Linked DNA regions of Anser cygnoides: region 2 is linked to region 1. A link is a contact called in public Hi-C data. All regions are on one chromosome and are shown on one strand. The core of a region is the stretch at or near the end of the contact, and the rest is flanking DNA. Distances in the headings are between cores, read along the strand shown.

Region 1 (3,109 bases), core at 380-2,879:
ACCCCAACTGTTTTTTTCTGCTCTCTCCCTAACATTTCAAAGCCCTTGTATCAAAAAGATGCTGTGGAAAACAAGAAATCGAACTCAAATCAAAATACTCTTCTCTTTAAAAGAGGAAGGTAAAATGGTAACTCTGTAGCTTAAAGTTCTCAGAATGAAGATTCTCAAACTTATCCTCAGGTGAGTTGTCAGGGTCTGCAAACCTTTACATTTCTGATGGACCTCTGAGGGCTTTCCAAACTCTTTGCATTAAGGGCCAGGTCCCCAAACCAGCGGAAACACCTATACTTCTACTACACAAAATAAAGCAAGACCAGGACTTTGAATTCCCTATCTTTGGATTGTAATAACTCAGCTATCCCAGTTCTCTAGTGAGCTGAAAAAAAAATACTTTTTTTCTTCTTCCCTGCTGCAGTTATCAGAGACAAAATGAAGATGTGATATTTAAAAAAAAATAAAATATATATTTTAATCAGCTACGGGATTACAAACTTGTTAGTGCCTCCTGCAGTATTTGAAATAGGAAGCTATGGATTTCGGGTTTGGAGCATACCTTAGGCTCCACGGCTGGGCTTCAAGCACCCTCACGTTATTCTGATGTGCTTCCTGGTAACTGAGAAAGACTTGATGAAAATAGCCCCCAGTAATCTAACCCCTACAGGATTAATTTTCCTAAGTCATTTACTGAAGATATCAGTAGAAATCCCTCAAAAGACACTGGTAAAATCTAATCGTTGAGGATTCCTCTGAGAAGTTTAAATAGGCACTATGTCTACCATACGGCTTCCATTTGGAAGCATCCTCCCCGCTCCCTCCGTACGTCTCCCGCGGGGACTGAGTGCAGCAGTGAACGCGCTGCCGGGCGGAGAGAGCGCAGGGAGGCTGAAATCCGTCTCGAATCCACTCTGGACCACGCATCTCTTTCTAATTTTGAACGACCGACTGCAGCTTAAGCTGGCGCAGAGAAAAACAGCCAGCGCAAACACTGAAGATGCTACCGAAATTTTGTATTTATTTATAAAGCGTTGGGGATTTAGGTATTGGTATTGATTGACGTGTATTTTTGGCATCTCCTGAGAGCGCCGGTTTCCCAGGACTTCCCTTTTGTTCCTATTTCAATACCAACACTAACTCGCTAAAACCGTCTCTTCAGCCTCTCATGTGGGTGTAGTGTATTTGGAAAGGGAGATTAAAAATCGGGCTTTCAGAAAAAAAGACGTAAAGCCGCATGCAGGATGGATCTGAGGCGCAGGAGAGGAGACTGCAGAGGGCAGCATTTGTTAAATCACGCTCCCTCCCCGCTGCGCCCGGGCAGGCTGCAGCCTTACGCTTGAGGCCTCTTCGCTGGAACAGCGCTCGAGGACTGAAGATCAGCCACATCTCACGGTGACGGTCCACTGAAACACAGGTAGAGTCTGAATTTAATGAAGATCTCTGCAATTTACGTCGGTAACCCCTTGCCTTCTCACAAACCGATGTTTTTTTCCTCATCTTTTCATGTATTCTCAAACACGGCGACCCGCAGGCTAGAAAAAATGTGGGATTTGCCCAGAGAAACAGATCTGCACCCACGCGTAACCGCTAGCCAGGAAATCGTTACAGCCAGGACACGAAAAGGTTAAAGCTGAGGCAGAGAGTGAGAGCAAAGTACAACTGCGCCTGAAACCAGCTGGCGTGCTAACGGGCCAGTGAAGTTTAAGGATTTGTGGTCTGAAGCCTGTCGCCAGCCCTCTGCTTGGGCGGCTGGAGCCGGATTGCTCCCGAGCCCACCAAGGACCACTCACAGGATGGCTGCTTGGCCACCAGGTGTGACTGGTATGTGGGCAGGACAAGTTTGCCTGGTACGCCTGGGTTTCCAAGAAGCTGTCTCCTCAGAGTGGGAGCTGTCAGTGCGATGGATGGGCTTCAGAAAGAGTGGTGAACATGCTGCAATGGACCCCAGGACAGCGATGGACCCCCAGGTGGCTGAGCACTGGCACAGGCTGCCCAGAGAGGCCGTGGGGTCTCCTCATGGAGACCTTCAGAAGCCGCCTGGACGTGGTGCTGGGCACCCTGCTCTGGGTGGCCCTGCTGGGGCAGGGGGCTGGGGCAGGGGGCCTCCAGAGGGACCTGCCAACCACAATCAATTTCTGATTCTGCTGTGAGAATCTTGCCCAGATCTATGTGTCCACCTACCTGCTGCCCACCAGTGGTACCAGTAGCTTGGCAGGGGAAGCGCATGCCTGGCCTATCCCGTTATCATGGCTACAACTACTGCCAGCCATGGCCCAAAACATGGTAAAGTCATCAAGTGCCAAGTCACCACAGCAGTCCTGTGAAGCAGGACAGCTCTATTTTAAATGCAATTTACAGATGATGACTTTAGCTGAGACATCAAAAGCAACGACAGGTCACGACTGTCACAACCGAGGGCTCGTCACAGTTCAGCAGGAGACTCCTCCCCCACGAGTCAGACGGCTGCCAGCAATCAGAAGCCAGTTTGACAAGGATAAGAAACATGGCTAAAACCTGTAAAAGAGTGCTTCTGGTACATGGGCTTGGTTAAGAGAGTTTCCTAGCAGACGTCCGTTTCAACCTCTCTTTCTAAGCTGCTCAATAGCCTGTTCCCAGTAAGTACTGCAGAGCATCTCTACAGAAAGGCTTCACAGGCTTTGGCATGTGTCCAACTATTAACCTAAACAAATACACGAAAAGTTCAACTACATTAAACGTTTCAGATGTATGTTTAGTACTTTCCTTCTGCTTAATAATAGTGCTCTAATTTTATTTTTCTAATTGAAAAAGCATGAACTAAACTCAAAATGAATAAACAGTATGACTTCCATAACTGCTTGCCCCCACTGTTCCCTAAATTTGTTAAGGAGCACTGTGAATTTTGGGAAATGCATTTTTTCCTTCTAAATTTAGCAAACTAACCACTTTCTGGCTTAGCAGATGTTTTTGCTTTCCGAGCGAGAGGCCTATGGGGATCATCATTAACCCTCTTCTTAACATAAACACTGGCTAAGACTTAAATCTGGAAAACTGTCATTCACACACAAAGGTTAACAGGCTCCAGCAGAAACGAGACTCATCATCTGCAGCTTCTGTTATGTGGGATCTCAGAGAA
Region 2 (3,109 bases), core at 400-2,899, 150 kb after region 1:
GTCACAAAGAAAGAAAGAGGACTTTAATGTGTTCTCCGTTCCATAACCACACTGCATCAAATAGTGCTTTTTCAGCAGCGAAGGTTAGTAGACTGTACTATATTTATATTTACACGAAAGGGCAATCCCATCATTAACACTTGCAATACAAGTAGTGATTTGGGGAATGAAAGTTCATAAATCTACCACATTTAACAACATAAAACCAGGCTTATCAAGCTTCAAACATTTTTTGGACGAGATGGTGGCAAGAAGGCAAAATATGAGTTATGAAAAAGGAAATGAGATCTGCCAATTGTTGAGTAACACTGCAGTTTTAAGACCTACCACTGTGGTTTTCTGGAGAATTACTGGTTTAGATCTTAAACTTGCGTGATGGCAACGAAAAGCTGCACGCACCAGTCTGTCCCCCTCAGGACACATCAACTTGATCTCATGTACAAGTTAGCTCATTATTAGAAAGAATGCTCCTTGCTTTAGTTGAGTTGGGCTTGATGCATGCCAATATGGATAACATTTTTAGTTTTTTTCCTAGTAGTATATTAATGTCCTATAGAGTATGAGAAATGAAAGATATTCTTTTCAGTTCTCATACATTAACAGTTTATCCTGGATCTATACCTAGTTCTACAGAGTTTTCTATCTTGAGCTCTCAAATTTATTTGGAATGAGATTTCAAACAACTAAAAGAAAATAATCAAAGGAAAATGACCAATGTCTACAGGCACAATGGTTTATCCTTTCAATTTTTATTAATTTTTAAAATGCATTTTACCCTAAGCAGCTCAGGAAATTAAAAGCATTAAATTGGCCTTTTAGCCCACTTCTGAGATAAAGAAATAGCCTCATATAACTATCTCCTACTCATTTTCCATCTCCTGAGTTTTCTAACTGTAGCACAGCCCAGAGACCAAATTTTTATCCCTGAGTGTGGGACACCTGAACTAGTTTTAAACAAATTAAGCTCAGATACCAGAAGCAGTCCTGCTACTACTGCGTGCAGACTTTATTTACCTGTTTTCTACATGAACTGCTGTTTGCTTAGCTACTTATTTGCTTCTGTTTGGTATGTTATGAACTTCAACAGTATTGGCTTAAGTTTTAATAGTTTGATACATTACGAGATCTTCACTGCATGCCAACAAAACACAGAAGACAGCCAGAACAAACAACTGACAGCTTAGGGTAGGGGAAAATGGTAACAAGAAACTGATGTGTGATTCTAAGGTTAGTGAGATGACACAGAGTAAACCCATTTCTGTGCTGATACACAGATCAACACGACTACCCTGAGATAACTGTTCATTCACATATAAACAAAGTAGAATAAAGCAAGAAATTCCCCAACATGTGATCAAGCCAAGTGACCCTACCTTGGAAAAGGTTGTTTCAGATACTTAAAGCAGTTCTATCTTCCTTCTTTAATTAGTACGGTATTAAATCTGCAGCCAACTTTTTAAGGTATTAGTAATTTCTCTCTTCAGTCACTAGGTTACCAGTATCTTATTACTAACAGTCAATATTTCTTTCTTTGCCTTGCATGGATGGGCTTTGCTGGATTCTAAGCCTGACACGAGAACTTGACAACAGGTAAGCCACTATCGATCATATGGGCTGATACTGTCTCGCTGCTTCCCTCTGGCATTCACCAGACAGACTACGACTTTGCATTGCTGTTTTTAGGAACGGCTATGGTAGTGCAGTGCCTAGAACAACACAGTCCTGGGACTTGTGCTGTGGTTAACAAAAAAACACCTCACGGTTCTAGTTGTAGAATAGCTTTTGGACAACATTGCAAGAAAAACCCTGAAACTCTGAGCCTGCCGTGTAAGCTTTCTCAACAGCTGAAGATCTTCACTAGTGCTATCTTTACCTGCTGATGCTGGGGTAGAGAGAAAAAGAGAAAATATTTCTTCCAACTAAATGGCTCCCAGCAGTGCATGCAAACTGAAGTGAATTCTCAGATAACGGTATTTTGCATCTCAAGTTGACCTTCTGTTTTTGAGCTGCTCCACTGGAAACAAAAGCTAAAAATTATGAGTGCGTTCCTTTTAACTATAATTAAAATACAGTTCATCTGCACTAGATTTGTTTCTTTCCTCTTAGTATTTGCTGCCACCACGAGGATGAAAGACATAATGCAATGAACATATGAATTCATCAAGGAGAAACCATGACAAAGAGGAATACATGACTGTAAACCTTTCTCTGGTCAGTCCCCTCTCTGGGTTTGTTACCCCGTTTGAGACTATGCCTCCTAATGCCCTCTGATGTCCTTGAAAAGATGGAAGTAGGGAGAAGTCAGTGACGAGTTGTGGTGGTTTTACCTTGCTGGGCAGCTGAGCTCCACCACAACCGCTCTCTCACTCCCCCTCCTCAGAAGAGGAGGGGAAGAAGAAAGTATAGTGGAAAGGGAAAAAATAACTCACGGGTTGAGATAAGGGTAACTTAATTAAAGGGAAAAAGAAGAGGGGAAAAAAAAGGAAGCACACAAACAAAAAAATAAGCAAAGGGCATGTGGAAGGACAGAGAGGGAAGAAAGAAATTGTGTTTTCAGATGTTCTCACAATGAGAGCCCACCCCTCCCCTCTCCATCCTTTTCCCACCTTTTATTGCTGAGTGTGACGCCACATGGCATGGAATATCCCTTTGGTTGGTTTAGGTCAGCTGCCCTGGTGATGTCCCCTCCCCACCTCTTGCCCACCTGAGTCAGAGGGAGTCCTGATGCGGTGCCAGCACTGCTCAGCAGCAGACACAACACTGGTGTGATACCAGTGCTGTTCTGGCTACAGGTGCAGAGCACAGCACTGTGTGGGCTGCTGCAGGGAAAGGTGACTCCATCCCAGCCAGACACAGTATGTGAGTGGCTCAGGGAATCTCTCCAAATCAGCCGAGATGTTGTAAGCCGAGCCTGCGGCTGAAATTCTACACATCTGTCACTCCTCCTGCCATGTCTCCATATATAAACGCATTATCTACGCATCTGAGTTTTATTGAAAACAAAGGCTCCCTGAATATATCACCTTAGCGGTCCACTTAAGTCATACAGTCATGCGAATTTTGGTAAAGAGTTCAGTATCAGTTGCTACAGTAGGACCACTTCTTTAAC

Evidence for each region. Hi-C and Micro-C count contacts between places; a contact is called where the count stands out from the background.
Region 2: a contact with region 1 is called in a Hi-C map of fetal liver, with 2.7 times the contacts expected there. The contact joins two enhancer-like sites. A contact is called at or near these places in 4 of 7 Hi-C or Micro-C datasets (fetal liver and liver).

What each region holds. Positions count from the first base shown.
Region 1 is chr2:108,078,497-108,081,605 of Taihu_goose_T2T_genome, forward strand. The region is part of intron 5 of GNAL (G protein subunit alpha L); the gene reads right to left. Among named protein-coding and RNA genes, the nearest start is that of MPPE1, 51 kb to the left of the region's middle. Within about 2 kb of position 1,630, at least 2 of the 3 cell types and tissues checked have open chromatin away from gene starts, as enhancers often do. A contact at or near this core is called in fetal liver, where this site is marked.
Region 2 is chr2:108,229,997-108,233,105 of Taihu_goose_T2T_genome, forward strand. All of the region lies in intron 1 of GNAL (G protein subunit alpha L), which reads right to left. Among named protein-coding and RNA genes, the nearest start is that of GNAL, 23 kb to the right of the region's middle. Within about 2 kb of position 1,650, at least 1 of the 3 cell types and tissues checked has open chromatin away from gene starts, as enhancers often do. A contact at or near this core is called in fetal liver, where this site is marked.